Linked DNA regions of Mus musculus: regions 1, 3, 4 and 5 are each linked to region 2. A link is a contact called in public promoter capture Hi-C data. All regions are on one chromosome and are shown on one strand. Each heading gives the region's core, a stretch centred on a gene start, on an enhancer-like site or on the middle of the called end of the contact. The rest is flanking DNA. Distances are from core to core; before and after follow the strand shown. Region 1 holds the start of Thoc7 (THO complex 7). Region 2 holds the start of Nr1d2 (nuclear receptor subfamily 1, group D, member 2). Region 3 holds the start of Atxn7 (ataxin 7). Region 4 holds the start of Slc4a7 (solute carrier family 4, sodium bicarbonate cotransporter, member 7). Region 5 holds the start of Psmd6 (proteasome (prosome, macropain) 26S subunit, non-ATPase, 6).

The links. Promoter capture Hi-C pulls out the DNA fragments that hold promoters and counts their contacts.
Region 1: a contact with region 2 is called in a promoter capture Hi-C map of pre-B cells. The contact joins the promoter of Thoc7 here to the promoter of Nr1d2 in region 2. A contact is called at or near these places in 2 of 39 promoter capture datasets (cranial neural crest and pre-B cells).
Region 3: a promoter capture Hi-C map of pre-B cells shows a contact between it and region 2. The contact joins the promoter of Atxn7 here to the promoter of Nr1d2 in region 2. A contact is called at or near these places in 2 of 39 promoter capture datasets (the HPC-7 cell line and pre-B cells).
Region 4: a promoter capture Hi-C map of pre-B cells shows a contact between it and region 2. The contact joins the promoter of Slc4a7 here to the promoter of Nr1d2 in region 2. A contact is called at or near these places in 2 of 39 promoter capture datasets (cranial neural crest and pre-B cells) and 1 of 484 Hi-C or Micro-C datasets (rod photoreceptor).
Region 5: a contact with region 2 is called in a promoter capture Hi-C map of pre-B cells, with 3 times the contacts expected there. The contact joins the promoter of Psmd6 here to the promoter of Nr1d2 in region 2. A contact is called at or near these places in 2 of 39 promoter capture datasets (liver and pre-B cells) and 1 of 484 Hi-C or Micro-C datasets (CD4 T cells).

What each region holds. Positions count from the first base shown.
Region 1 is chr14:13,959,898-13,962,597 of GRCm38.p6, reverse strand. Thoc7 (THO complex 7) reads left to right here and starts at 1,285. Exons shown (of 8, transcript NM_025435.3): 1 at 1,285-1,413. The coding sequence starts at 1,395. It also overlaps a transcript of Atxn7 not described here.
Region 2 is chr14:18,237,855-18,240,554 of GRCm38.p6, reverse strand. Nr1d2 (nuclear receptor subfamily 1, group D, member 2) reads left to right here and starts at 1,449. Exons shown (of 8, transcript NM_011584.4): 1 at 1,449-1,744. The coding sequence starts at 1,729.
Region 3 is chr14:14,011,079-14,013,778 of GRCm38.p6, reverse strand. It overlaps Atxn7 (ataxin 7), which reads right to left and starts at 1,288. Exons shown (of 12, transcript NM_139227.4): 1 at 1,029-1,288; 2 at 410-706; 3 at 124-192. The coding sequence starts at 695.
Region 4 is chr14:14,701,650-14,704,349 of GRCm38.p6, reverse strand. It overlaps Slc4a7 (solute carrier family 4, sodium bicarbonate cotransporter, member 7), which reads right to left and starts at 1,325. Exons shown (of 26, transcript NM_001360504.1): 1 at 1,070-1,325. The coding sequence starts at 1,117.
Region 5 is chr14:14,119,681-14,122,380 of GRCm38.p6, reverse strand. Psmd6 (proteasome (prosome, macropain) 26S subunit, non-ATPase, 6) reads left to right here and starts at 1,436. Exons shown (of 8, transcript NM_025550.3): 1 at 1,436-1,642; 2 at 2,189-2,394. The coding sequence starts at 1,498.

The DNA.
Region 1 (2,700 bases), core at 36-2,535, 4.3 Mb after region 2:
CTTCAAAATCTTCATTCAGGGTAATTTCTGCCTTTGTGACAAAAGTAGATACTGTATTTGACCCATACATAGTTCTGCCTAGAGGTTAAAAACCACCTCCCTTGAATGATCCCAAGTCTTCCGCTAGAAAGAACTGAGGGAACACAGGGCCGATGCATGGATCCCACTTAAGAAATCTCAACAACCAAAAAATGACCCCACACCATTGCCTTATGCAGGATCTGAAGGTTCAAGGGATTGGGATCATGAAAACTGATAAACAAAAACCTGGGTTATAAAGTCAAACTCTACCCTGTTGGAGGTCAAATCAACTCTCAACAGGAACATGGTTCCACTAGGAGAACATTCCTCAATGTTGAATCAAAATGATTTTTTGTTTTGTTTTGTTTTGTTTTGTTTTTTTGTTTTGTTTTGTTTTGTTTTTTGTTTTTCGAGACAGGGTTTCTCTGTGTAGCCCTGGCTGTCCTGGAACTCACTTTGTAGACCAGACTGGCCTCGACTGCCTGCCTCTGCCTTCCAAGTGCTGGGACTAAAGGCGAGCGCATTCACTGCCCGACTCCCCCCCCCCCCCCGGGAGGGGGGTGGTTTATTTCATTTTTCAGAAGAGATGACACTATAACCTGCAGTGTGTTCTAGAAATGTGTACTCCGCACCCCCAAGTAATGTGTTTGCAATGAGCAGCACCCCCACCCCCAACACCTACTTTCAACTTCCCTTTAAGAAGCAGTTTTTGAAAAGCAAAGTTAGTATGAAAATGAAGGCACCCCATCTGGATTCCAGCAGCGAGGGAGAACTGGATGAGAGGTGAGAACCGGAGGGACCTGAGCCCTGGGTCCTGAGTGACGCTCCCCAGACAGGTGACCAAGTTTCTTTCCCCCGCTTCGCCAGCACCCGCCAGAGCTCAGGAAGGGAGGATGGCTTGCCGCGCCCGCCTCAAGAATACGGGTTCGAGACCCACGGCGGCAGTGGCCGCGCCCCCGTCCCACCGGAGCGCACGGTCGGGGCAGCCCGGGACAGAGGTCACCTGGAGCGTCAGGCGCGGAGCCCCGCGAGCGCGCGCAGCCCGAAGCTCACCTGGCGGCTGGCCGCGGCCTCCAGGGCGGCCTGTGGGCGCGGGCAGGGCGGGACGGCGGTGTCCCCGGGCCCAGCCGCCGCCGCCCGCCCTCCCGCCGCCCGTCTCGCCCTTCACCCGCCGGCCGCTCCGCGCCCCAGGAGAGCGGCGAGCGCGGGTCCGCGGCGGCGCGGCGCGCGCGCCGGCGCGACTCAAAAGTCGGAGAGGGCGGCGGGCGCCGCCGCCTCCTCCTCCATGACTGTTTACCCGGCTGCATTGTGGGAGTTTGACCTTCGCCGCCAACCGCCGCCTCAGCTCGGCCGCCGCCGCCGCCGCGCACGCCATGGGAGCCGTGACTGACGGTGAGGCCTCGGCGGGTGCGGGGACGCGGGGCAGCGCCGGGATCCGGGCCGTCTGGGGTGGGGGGCTCCCGGGGCGGTGCGCGGCGGGGAGAGGCGCAGGGCGGCTCGCTCGGCCCGGGCGATGCAGTGCCCCGAGGGGGCCGCCTGGGGGGCTTCCCGGGCCGGGCTGGGTCGGGCCCACGGGCAGCGCGGCGGGCCCCAGGGAGCGCAGGAGCTCGGAGGGCGGTGGAGTGAGGACCCCGAGCTGGGGACGGCGGCTAAGAGGAACAGGGGTGTCTGGAGGGCCGGTCGGGAAGTGTATCTGGGCGACTTACAAGGTAAGGCGCCAGCATGGGAAGAGGCCGGCGGCTTGGACCGCGGCAACAAAAGGAAGGCATGTTGGAGCGGGTGAGTTGTTGGCCTGAGTGGATTAGGAGTGATGGATGGTGGACAGTAGATGTCTGTGGGCTGAGAGCAGAAATAAGAGCGCGTTTGGGAGAAGGATGGACTGACACGATAGGCAACTGGAGCAGGAACTGAGAAGGTACCCGCTTTGGTAGAAAGGTTCCGGTGGCTTGATGTTGTTTGATGGGCTGATCAATAGCTATGGATCCCAGTGGAGAAACAGGGGACTTCCAGAAATGAACAACGATCGGCCCAAATTTGAGGACGGGCCGAGGAAATACCGATGTGGGTATAAATAAAGGCCTCGGAACTTGGTAGGGGGGATTTTAACCTTGGTTTTGTTTTTTTTTAATTCGAGTTTAATTTATTCAGGAAGTACTTAGCTTACTTCTAGGCAATACTTTACTGAACACGTTTGATACCCAGAAGCAGCAGGTAAAGGTGTTTCCTCTTATACGTCTGCAGTGGCTGTAAACATTAAAAATTGGTAGGGTGGCTGTGTGTGTGTGTGTGTGTGTGTGTGTGCGCGCGCGCGCGCCTGCCTGCCTCTCTTTGAGCTGTCTCTGCCTCCCTCCCTCCCCCAGGCAGGCCACCCTACTAGAGTGGCAGTCAGAGGACACTTGCTGAAGTCACTTCTTCACTTCCACCAGATGGGTCCTGGGAATTGAACTGAGGTGGTCTTTCTACTGGTGATTAGAAAACTTGACAAATTTGCTTTCCCCCTTCCTTTGAAGGGTAAATAGGTGTTTTAAAACTGGAATTACAAGTGACCAACCACTTGCCAAAATGATGAAAGAAATTCAAGATGGCATATAGAACTTAGAAAACTTTACACCATGAAATTTCCAAGATCAGGAAAAGCCAGTGAAAGGGTTTTTGTTGTTATTTGGTTTGGTTTTGAGA
Region 2 (2,700 bases), core at 200-2,699:
GATATCCTGTGAGGATGATTAAGCCTGGAGGCAAGGAAGTAGAGGACATCTGGGTCAGAGACCTTATGAGACCCGGGCAGAGTTCTTACTCAGCTGAGCAGATTAGGGGAAGACCGTGGAGTTTTTCAGTGTTGAGGCAGAGTCATAGGGTCTATTTACTGTTTTAAAAATAACTGCTGGGGAGAAAAGACTGTTGGAGCCGACTCCAGAGTTGTTGCAGCAGCCCAGGCTAGACCGGATCTAGACTCACAGCCATGGCTCCCACCCCAGATGTGTTTGGGGGGAGAACAGCAGAGGTATTGTGAGGGTAGTCTAGCTCAACTTGCTAAGGATGAAATAGAGTATAAAAAGCAGCGATTTCTCGCCTGTTAGAAACGTTTAAATTGCTGATTTCAGGCTGATTAGCTAACAGAAAAGATTGCTATTGGTGGAAAGTGGGGAAATGTTCACATGTAAACTTGTCTATCTTACGACATGCTCCAACATTCTATACCTAAATATTCCTGGGCAAACTGGGATGCATTTTGCAACGGTCATACCCAAAGCCTAAAATTTCATATAAACTGTCCTATCGGTGCCAATATCTGTTAGCTCATTTAAAATATATACCTTAAAGCACATCTTCCTGGATTCACCTCAAGCACGTATCTAATTTGTTTCCATTTTCAGTTTGCTAGAAAATTTACATGCAAGGTGAAATGCACCAGTCTGTAGTATACTTTTGCTGAGTTCTAAAAATGCATGTACACATCCTAAATGAGAGAGAGGTCAAGGGACATTCCTAACCCGCTGATGGATATGGGAATCCAGAGCTGAGATTTTCGCTGGAAATGTGAATGTGAGGATCACCACAACACAGGTTTATTTAGGTGATGAGCCTGGATAAAACACCTAAGGTGATAGGAAAATGAAGGGTTGACTCCGGAAGCTAGATGTTGAGAGCGTTGGGCAGGAGACGCCAGTCAAGCTCAGAGTCCTGGAAAGCTTGGCGGCAGTAACCATGTGGGACCATGGAGGTGACCAGATTGGCTTGTGCTAGGGAGGAGGGAGCAAACAACCTCTAGCAGCGGGAGATCTGCAGGCAAGGGATAAGCGGCTGCGAGACAGGCTGGGAAGGAGGGAGGGGGGTGAGGTGAAGTGGGCGGGGTCGGTGCTGGGAGGAAGGCCGGGCCCGGCATGGCAGAGGGGCGAGGCTTGAACAGGAGCAACGGGAGGGGACGGGGCCGACGGGCCAAGTCCAGGGAGAGACGTATCCAAACAGAGGGGGCGGAGCCGGGAGAAGGGAAAGTCCAGAGCCAGAGTGTAAGGAATGGAGGGAAAAGGAGAGGGCGTGTCTGGGGAGGGGCTGGTGGGTCCACGGATTGGAAGAAGAGGTCAGGACCGCTCGTTGGGGGCGGAGCCTGTATAGAGGAAGTGGGCGGAGCCAAGGGTAGGAGCGGGAGAGTCGAGGAGAGGAGGAGCGGGCGGCCTGAGGAGGAGGAGCGGGCGGAGTCACCGCACCGCCGGCGGCGGCGGAGGAGGGGGGTGTGCGCGGATCACATGGTCGAGGAGCCCTCCAGGTCAGCTGCCGTGCCCGCTGCCGAGCCCTGCCACAGGAAACTGCTGTGCCGCGCTTGTGCCGTGCGGCCCCCAGGAGCCGCCCGCACCCGGTGCTCATGATGTGGGCCCGCGAGCGCCACCGCCTGCAGTCCCGGGCGGCGCGGTGAGGGCCGCACCCTGTCCAGCGCCATGGAGCTGAACGCAGGTAAATGTAGGAGGGAGGCTCGGGGGTCAGGGATGCGTGTCTGTGCGTCCATCTCGCGTGGGGTTGCTGGGATCCCGCACTCGGGCTCCCCGCGCGCCGGACGCCCCCCTCACATGGCCCTGCCGCACTGGCCACGTGCACGGTGTGTTTACGTTCGGCGGCGCGGGCGCTGGTTGGCTGCGCGGGCGAGTGACGCAGCATTACATAATGCGAGCTGGGTGGTGGCGGGCGGAGACACGTGAGGCCGCGGGGCGACCCACATTACCCGGGGCCGGAGGAACACGTGGGGGCGGTGCCGCGGGGGGAGCCCATAGTCTGCGCGAGGCCCCGCCCCCGGGGCCTCCGCCGTGACGTGGCCTCGGTCCCGGGTCTCCCGCTGTTGCCCACTGCGGGGCCCGCTGCGCATGCGCATCCGCCGCAAGTTCGGCGCTGGTCCCGCCGCAGTGCGCGCGGCAGCCTGCGCGTCCCCGGGTGACCCCGGCAGGGCTGACCTTGCTAGACAGGGAGTGCGTAGGTCGTTCTCGCTCAGAGTCTTGCGGGAGTCGCGCAGCACCTTCCGGATGGACAGCGTGTACAGAGCAATTCGCTTCCAGGGGGACTTAGCCTAGAAGTCCTTTTAAGCATGGAGGGGAGGGGAGGGGCTTTTCTGCTCGCAGCTCGCTCTGATCTGAGGACTGGTGATCTAGGATTTCAGAACCTTACGTAAAACTTTTATTTACGTTAAAAACGTTTTAGCTTCGCGCCCAAGAGTTTGAGGCAGATGGCGGCAGAAAGTAGCAAGCATGGGCTACTGTGTGAGATCCTCACTCAAAATGCCCAAAGAACAAAATAACCCCTTTTGTTTTCAGGACTGACTTTGAACCCCCAAAAGACATGGTCATATAATACCTAACCTTCCTCGCTTCGCTTTAGTCGACCGCAGTGATGACCCTTATACCTGAAGCAAATGAAGTTTT
Region 3 (2,700 bases), core at 39-2,538, 4.2 Mb after region 2:
TACCCACCCTCTTCCATCCTCTTCAGCAGAGACCTCAATGTGGCAAGCAGGGAAGGTGGGCTGAAGCAACAAGAAAACTTCCCCAAGGTTGGGTACAAACTCCACCAGGGGGGCTGGACTCACCTTCCCGGCAGAGCCCCATGACTTCGCGGTTTTTCCCAAACTCCTTGAAACTTTCATCCAATTCGGTCCCTAGGAGATATACACACACAGGAGGAGGGGAGAGGCAGGTCAGTGGCTAGGAGTGTGACGCACGCTCACGCACGCTCCGGGTAGGTGTGGGCACCCAGCAGAAGATAGCATCTCTGACCCCCGTGGGGGCGGCCACAGGACACGGCGCGGGGGAGGGGATCGGGGCCAGAGGAGGGGGGCGGGGGGGCGGGGGGAACCAGGAGGCGTGGACACTCACCATCCTTCCCAGGAAGTTTGGAAGCTTCCACCCACAGATTCCACGACTGTCCCAGCATCGCTTCGGGACTGGGCAAGGGCCTGCGCTCCCCAACCGTCGCCATGGCGGCGGCCGAGGTGGTGGTGTCCCCGGTGCCGCCGTCCTCCGCCCGTGGGCGCCGCAGCGGCGGGTGCTGCCGCTGGGGCTGCAGAGGCTGTGGCTGCTGCTGCTGCTGCCGGGCGGCCGCTGCTCCGCCCGCCGCGCGGCGCGGCTCCCCCCTGACGTCATCCGCGGCCCGCTCCGACATTCTTTCCGCTCCTACAATGTAACAAAAAGGGGGAAAAGAGTGGCGCGGGGGCCGCTTTTAAGGAGGCTCCGCGGAGTTCCGGCGGCGTGCGCGGCCCGCAGGCCCGCGGTGCTGTCAGCCCCCGGCCCCTGCCGCCGCCCGCCTCCCCGCCCGGGCGCAAAGTCCGCGGCGCCACCGGCTTTCGCTTTCGCCTCCCGCGGCCCTCGTAGGGCGCCGGCTGCGGCTGCCACTGCGGCGCTGGCCGCCCTGCCGGGCCCGGCTCGGGAGGCCAGCGCCCGGAGCCGAACTGCCGCGACCTCAGGCCTGCCTGCGCCCCGGCCCGCGGCTGCCCACCCTGCGGGCGCTCGCATCCCGGCCCAGCCGGCAGCCCCGCTCCTTCCTTCCGTCCGCGCGTCCGTCCGAGCGGCGGCGCCCGGCCGGCTCCCTTAAGCGGAGGCGCCTCCTGTCGCCTCCTCCCCCTCGCCGGTCCCTCCCTCTCTGCTCGCTCCGGCGAAGTTTGCACGTCAAGCCCCCGGAGTGGAGCCAGGGCGAAGTCGGAAACGCAGCCACCTATGGAAGAGCCTGCCGGTCGGCCCCGGCGCAGTAACGAAAGCGTCGCCCAGGCCCTCCCTCCGGAGCCCCGGGCACCAGCAATTCGCTCTGGGCTCGCGGGAGGCTGCACAGTAGCTGGAGCATGAATGGGAAGCAGCCACTGTGCGGACGCCCAGAAACCAAAGCTGCCAGTGGCAGGTGTGAAAATGCCGCCCAGGTGTTAGCCCAGGCGTCCGCATCGAGCCCCTGCTGCTTGGCCAGCCAGGAACGTGCACTTGAGTGCCCACAACTGAAGGTCACACTGTGTCCTGCGAACTTGAATTTCTTCTCCAGCAAGAAGGAAGCTACAAAATCAGTGTATCACTTTAAAGTTGGGTTGTTAGTCTCTCACTATTTATGGCTGTCTTTCCTAGAATCCGATGAGACCCCCATGGCTTAAGGAATATACCAGACGTTCGTCAGATTTGGATCACAAATTAATAAGCACTAGCACATACAGTCACCCCCTCCCCGACCATCAAACAAGTAAAGCACAGGAGTGGACCACCACAGGGTGCCTTTAGTTCCTATTAAGCTGTTATCTCATTTCAGTAAAGCAGCATCTTTTTAGCCTGCTCAGAGCCTCAGGCTTACAGGTGCCTTCTGGGACTGTATGAAGAGGTGAGCTTTCTCGACTTGCTGCTATTATCTGTTGGCTTTGGGGGGGGGGGCAAATATTTAGTAAGACAGATGTGACCAACATCTCTGTTGAAGTACAAAAAACCTTTCAAATGTTAAAATGAACGCAAAAGTGCATATGAAAATGTTTCCATAATATATTAAAGCCAGGACTTGGAGAAGGGGTTTGACATAGGTGCAAGTTTAAAAGCTTGAGCTGGGTGTGGTATGCACCCAGAGTCCCCAGTGTTTGGGAGGCTGAAGCAAGTGTGCAGCATCGTAATACAGGTGAGACTGAGAAACACAGTAAGAGCTTGTCTTAAATAAATAAAGCAGAAACACAATTTCTGTGAGACACATTTAGAAATGTGTCTATAGGGTCCCCCCCCCCCACTGGATTGCACACCAAGAAATCCAAAAAGGAATCTGCTGAGTGTTTATCAAAGGACAGTTGCTTTTTGAACACTCAGGCTATACACCTACATACAGATTCAACTAACTGAAGTTTGGAATATATTTTCCTTAATTTAAAAACTGAGCCTGGCATGGTGGCACACATCTTTAATCCCAGCACTTGGGAGGCAGAGGCAGGCGGATTTCTGAGTTCAAGGCCAGCCTGGTCTACAGAGTGAGTTCCAGGACATCCAGGGCTATACAGAGAAACCCTGTCTCGAAAAACCCAAAAAATTAAATAAATAAATAAATAAATAAATAAATAAAAATAAATAAATACTGTATCCATGCAGGGCAGTTACATATTTTTTAAAATTTATCTAAATACAATGTAACAACTATTTACATAGAATCTACATTTTAT
Region 4 (2,700 bases), core at 76-2,575, 3.5 Mb after region 2:
CAAATAAGGTTAAGAACAAGCAACAGTGTATTTGACAGATAGTCTTGGAGAAGGTCCTGAAGGTTCATTCAAAGGCCATAAAAAGAATCCTAAGGAGTTTCCAGTACTTCATCACTGTGACCCATCAAACCCATAACCACTACAGAACTTCACAGTCTTAAGACCGAAGTTTTCCTTTATATTTAAAGAGTTTATATTTGAATACTGTGAAGTAATGAATGATCACCGCCCACGGCCTCCACAATAACTTTTAAAGTAACGAGAGGAGGGAGCCTTAAGGAAAATTCTACCAAAAAAAAAAAAAAAAAAAAAAAAAAACCGGCAAAATGTCCTTTTCCTTGTTTTGAAAAGACTGGAAAATTCATCCCTGCAACCTTCCCTCCCATTTCACTGGTCAGAGTAAAAATTGGAAGTAGGAAAATTAGTACCACCACATCCTTTGAGTCAGAGACTCTGAAAGGAGAAAGCAGTTTCTTCTGTAGGGCACATACACGTTCCTGTTTCTAGAGAACGGGCCACTTGTGTGCCCCCCGCCCCCTCCCCCGTTTAAATGAGAGCCCAGTTTCTGCGCGTCCCAAGTCCGCCCTTACTCAGGCTGCTTGCACTGGGAAAGCGGGATCGGCTGGACTGGGGACGCGCGGCGCAGAGCACTGGGGTCTCTCTCGGTCCATTCTCTTTCTATGGAGCCCGGAGGAGGACACTGCACTCACGGTGCTTCTCCTGGGCCTGCGACCCAACACGCCACAGAGCGCCGGCCCCGACGGCCGGTCCCGACTCCGGCCACAGGCTGAAGGCGGCGGCGGCGGCAGGAACAGCAGCCTGGGCTGAAGGACGGCAGCGTCCACGCGGCGGGAGAACACGGCTCCCGGAGCCGCGCGTCTGAGAGCCGGGCACTGCGGCGGCGGACACGCGTCCTCGGGAGAGGCGTCCCCGAGGGCTCGAAGCCGGCCGTCCCCTGCGACCCCCGCCACACAAAGGCGACGGCGGCGCGCGGCCGCCAGCATAGGCCGCCGGCAGCCCCGCCGCGACGCCGCCTTTGTCTGCGGGCCTCGGCCTCCCCGCTCCTTACCCGCGTGAGTAGCGGTCTCATCTGCTCGCCGGCCCCGTCTGCCTCCATGGCCCGCCCCGGAGCTCTGAGAGGCCGCGACCGCAGCAGAGACGGGCACGCGGAGGGAGACCCTGTGCGGAGCGCTGGCCGCCGAGAGCTGGCCCCGGAGTGCGGCGACCGCTGCGAGCGCGGGACGTTCTCCGGGAGAGAGAGGCAACGGCGTGCCGCGAGGACTGAGACGGGCAGAGGACGCGGCGCGGAGGAGGCAGCGGCGCCCGGGCGGGGGCGGGGCGGGGGGCGGGGCTGGGGGGCGGGGGCGGGGGCGGGGGCGGGGCGCGCTCCGGCACGCCCCCCCCGGAGCACGCCCCCTGCCTGTTAGGCACCAGGTCCGGCGTCGAGCGACCGCCTCCAGTGGCTAAGGGGCTTGGAGGTAGGGCGGAGACAAAAGAAGACAGACATTCGTATCAGCCAATCAGCAGCTCGGAAGGGTCTGTCGCCTCCCCCGCCCCCCAGGTCAGTTTCCCGGAGGCCCCGCCCCTCTTTGTAAAGACTTAATTGACCGAGGCTGAGAGTGGAACTCGGTTTTTCGAATCGGAAGTTCTACAGACTTTCGAAGTGGAATGGGGTCATCACCCCATTCAGCTCCTCACCACGTGTTTTACAAGCAGGAGAGAAACAGGACGACGCCAGATTCATTCTCTGCCTCTGCAAGTTTCTCTCCTAGAGGTAACTCTATCGTGGACCCTGTAAAAGAGGGGATACATTTAGCAACTTGCCTAGTGCACTCCCTGCACTGGCCTAGTTCCACAACCTGTCCCACTCTTGGGTCGACCCTATAGGTAGGGTGCTTGTCTACTATCTACCTGGGTGTGGAGGTGATGGTCTCCATCACAAATGGACATTGAAGGATTAAATACATTTCTGTCCCTCTGTGAAGGTGTGTCACTTGTGGTGTGCTTATCACTATTGTTAACAGGTTGTTGATAAAGACAATAAAAGAGCCGGGCAGTGGTGCCGCACGCCTTTAATCCCAGCACTTGGGAGGCAGAGGCAGGAGGATTTCTGAGTTCTAGGCTAGCCTGGTCTACAGAGTGAGTTCCAGAACAGCCAGGGCTACACAGAGAAACCCTGTCTCAAGAAAAAAAAAAAAAAAAAGACAATAAAAGGTTGAGCTGAGAAAATCTAAATTCGATTATGAAAGGAAATACTTATCATCAGGTCAAGACTCATCCCTAACCCATTATCAATAAATAGCAAAGTGTACTGGGTACTGCTTTGGGTCCCAGACCCCTCCTGGCTTTGTTCTAAATTTCCCAGAGAGGTACAGGGCAGGCTCACACACGACTGTCCAAGAACAGGTGTGCTTCCATTAATAACAGCTACCATTTGAAAAGATCTAGAATTACAGACAGTGACATTTTGCAAATATGGCCCCTCTTTAATCCACACAATACTATAAAGTATATTTGTGTGTGATTTGACTGTGTCCCCTAAAAAACTGTATTGGAAACTTAATCCCCAATGCAATGGTGTTGGGTATTTAGGACACAAGGCCTTTAGGAGTTCATGAGCACATTATAAACCATGGGTCTGGAACTGCAAAGGTGTCCCTTGCTCTCTCACAAATGTCCATCAGACCTTCTGCTCTCAGA
Region 5 (2,700 bases), core at 187-2,686, 4.1 Mb after region 2:
ATTCGTATTTCATGCATAGTATGAACCCAGTCTTGAAATATCTCTATACTGGGCTTGATTTAAAGCTCTAGTTCCTCTTGCCCTAAACCCATTCATGAATGTCTTAGGATGCTTCCTACAGAATCTTTCTTGAAAGGATTGATGATCAGTTTCCATACAAAGTTATAACATTCTGATAACATAAAATAGCACCAATTCTAGCACATCCTTGTGTTGTACTGTTCCAAAAGTCAGACATATGGTAACCATCACATAGAGTGTGATACCTGGATCCACACATCCTTCATGGGACATCATATTTCAGAACCCAGAAGAATTTTGGGCCAGCATAAAAGATCCACTGCAGTAGAAGTTGAGCTTGTGTTCAAAGGTAAACTTCTAGTAGGAATTCAACAACTGAGATGCAAATCCTGGCTTTAAGTCTCTGTGGTAAGATAAGTCTCTGTGTTGAGATTCTCTCGGGGTAGCAGATTACAGTCATCACAATTGCAGGGCCTAACAAAAGCAAAGGACAGAAAGTCCGTGCAGTGGGTTTACTAGTTACTTTTTCTTGCTGTGATAAAACGCCATGACCAAAGCAGCTCATGAGTCTAATTTGGTTTGCACTTTCTGAGAGTCCTTAGTAGTGGCAGGGGCATAGAAACAGGCTGGAACAAGAACCTGGGAGATCACATCTTCAACCACACAGAGAGAACATAGAAAGAATTGGAAATGGGGTGAGGTCAGAAATTCTCAAACCTACCCCAGTGAGCGACTGCCTAAAGCAGGGTTTACACCTTTTTATGGTTCCTTAAGGTGTCCAAACAGCACCACCAATGGGGACCATGTGGTCAAATATTGAAACTCAGTGGGACATTTCTCATTGTGTCACACAGTAGGATTTATAGACCATTACCCATTCTGAAGACTCCTCCAACATGTGCACACAAAAATAATGTAAATCACTGAATTAATAATTGGAAACACGGGGTACTCTTTTCTTAGAATAGGGAAGAATGTGGATTTTAAATGTAAGGAAGATAGGTTCTACACAGGCCTTGTCATGTAGCTGGTGTGTAACCTTAGCTGGCCACTTTTCAAATCTCGCTATGTTCCAGTTTGTTTGTCTACAATCTGGACCAAAAGAATCTCTCCCTAGTTCAAGAGTATTGAAACAAAGATGTCCCTGGAAAACTGTTTTTATTGTTTTTCTCATCTGTGTTATATTTTAAAACTGTTGGCGGATTTCCAGATCCTATCCGTTGCAAATATTATATAAAAAGGAAGAAAAAAAGATACTCAAGAAATGAAAGTTGGGCCCAACTCTGACCTAAAGAAAAAGGGGACAGCGCCAGGTGCTCCCGCCGATGTCCAGCAGGGGACGCTGCGGGCGGCGGAGCCAGAGACGCGACCGGAAGTCAGACTGGCGGCTCTGGGGAACCTGTGACGACTCCTCCTGCTTCCGCTGGTGGCCCAGGGCTGTGCTTGGTTCTGTCAGCCGGCTCCTGTGCTGTAGCCATGCCGCTAGAAAACCTAGAAGAAGAGGGACTGCCCAAGAACCCCGACCTGCGCATCGCGCAGCTGCGGTTTCTGCTTAGCCTGCCGGAGCACCGCGGGGACGCGGCGGTGCGCGAGGAGTTGATGGCGGCCGTCCGGGAAAACAGTGAGGCCAGCGAGCGCCGAGTCAGCGGCCTAGGCGGGGCGGTCGGGGTGCCTGGCGGGCGTCTCCGGTCGAGGCTTCATGGAGACCCCTAGGGAGGCCTCCTGGACCCGAGAGGGGCTTGCTTGCCTTAGTGGGTTCTTCCCCGCCGCGAGACGTCCAGGGAAGCCTCGGGTGCTTGTCGCGGCTGGACTCCCGGCAAAGGCGCCGCGGCTTTAGTGATGCCTGTCGGTGTTTAGCTGCCGGCCAAGGGACAGTCAGGGTTCTGTCCCTAGTAGTCGAGTCGAATCGGTGTCCTTTCCCTGACATGAGGACTCCTTTGGAACAGGAGCCGACCAGAGCAAACTGAGGATTCGATTCCCTTCCCCTTGGCCTTAGTCGCGATCAGACCTGCTAAGATCGGCTCTCAAGCAGGCTCCCAGCTTCAAACCTTAGCCGTGCTACCCAGGCCCATAGTTGGGAGGCGTCTGCTAGCTGACCTTCGGTGGGGTGGGAAAAGCGAGCAGAAGCTAACAGGATACCTCATAATGCGTGATTTGTGGCTTTTAGATATGGCTCCTTATTATGAAGCCTTGTGTAAATCCCTCGACTGGCAGATGGACGTGGATCTCCTGAGTAAAATGAAGAAAGCAAACGAAGAAGAGTTGAAACGTTTGGATGAGGAGCTGGAGGATGCAGAGAAGAATCTGGGAGAAAGTGAAATTCGAGATGCAATGATGGCAAAAGCAGAGTACCTCTGTCAGATAGGTGACAAGGTCAGTGAGATGCCCTGCCCGCTCTGGGTAGGTGACAGGGTCAGTGAGATGCCCTGCCCGCTCTGGGTAGGTGACAGGGTCAGTGAGATGCCCTGCCCGCTCTGCAGATGAGAGGTGCTCCCTATTTTCTGGAGGTACAGACCAATGTTGTACATCAGTGCAAATGAGTAATATCTCACTGGATAAGAGAATCTTTCTGTTTTAACTGGAAGGATAATCATATTTACCTGTACTGAAGAGTCAGTACAGGAACAGTAGATACATGACAATGTTGCAGCACCCAATTCCCTGCTCTTAACAGAGCAA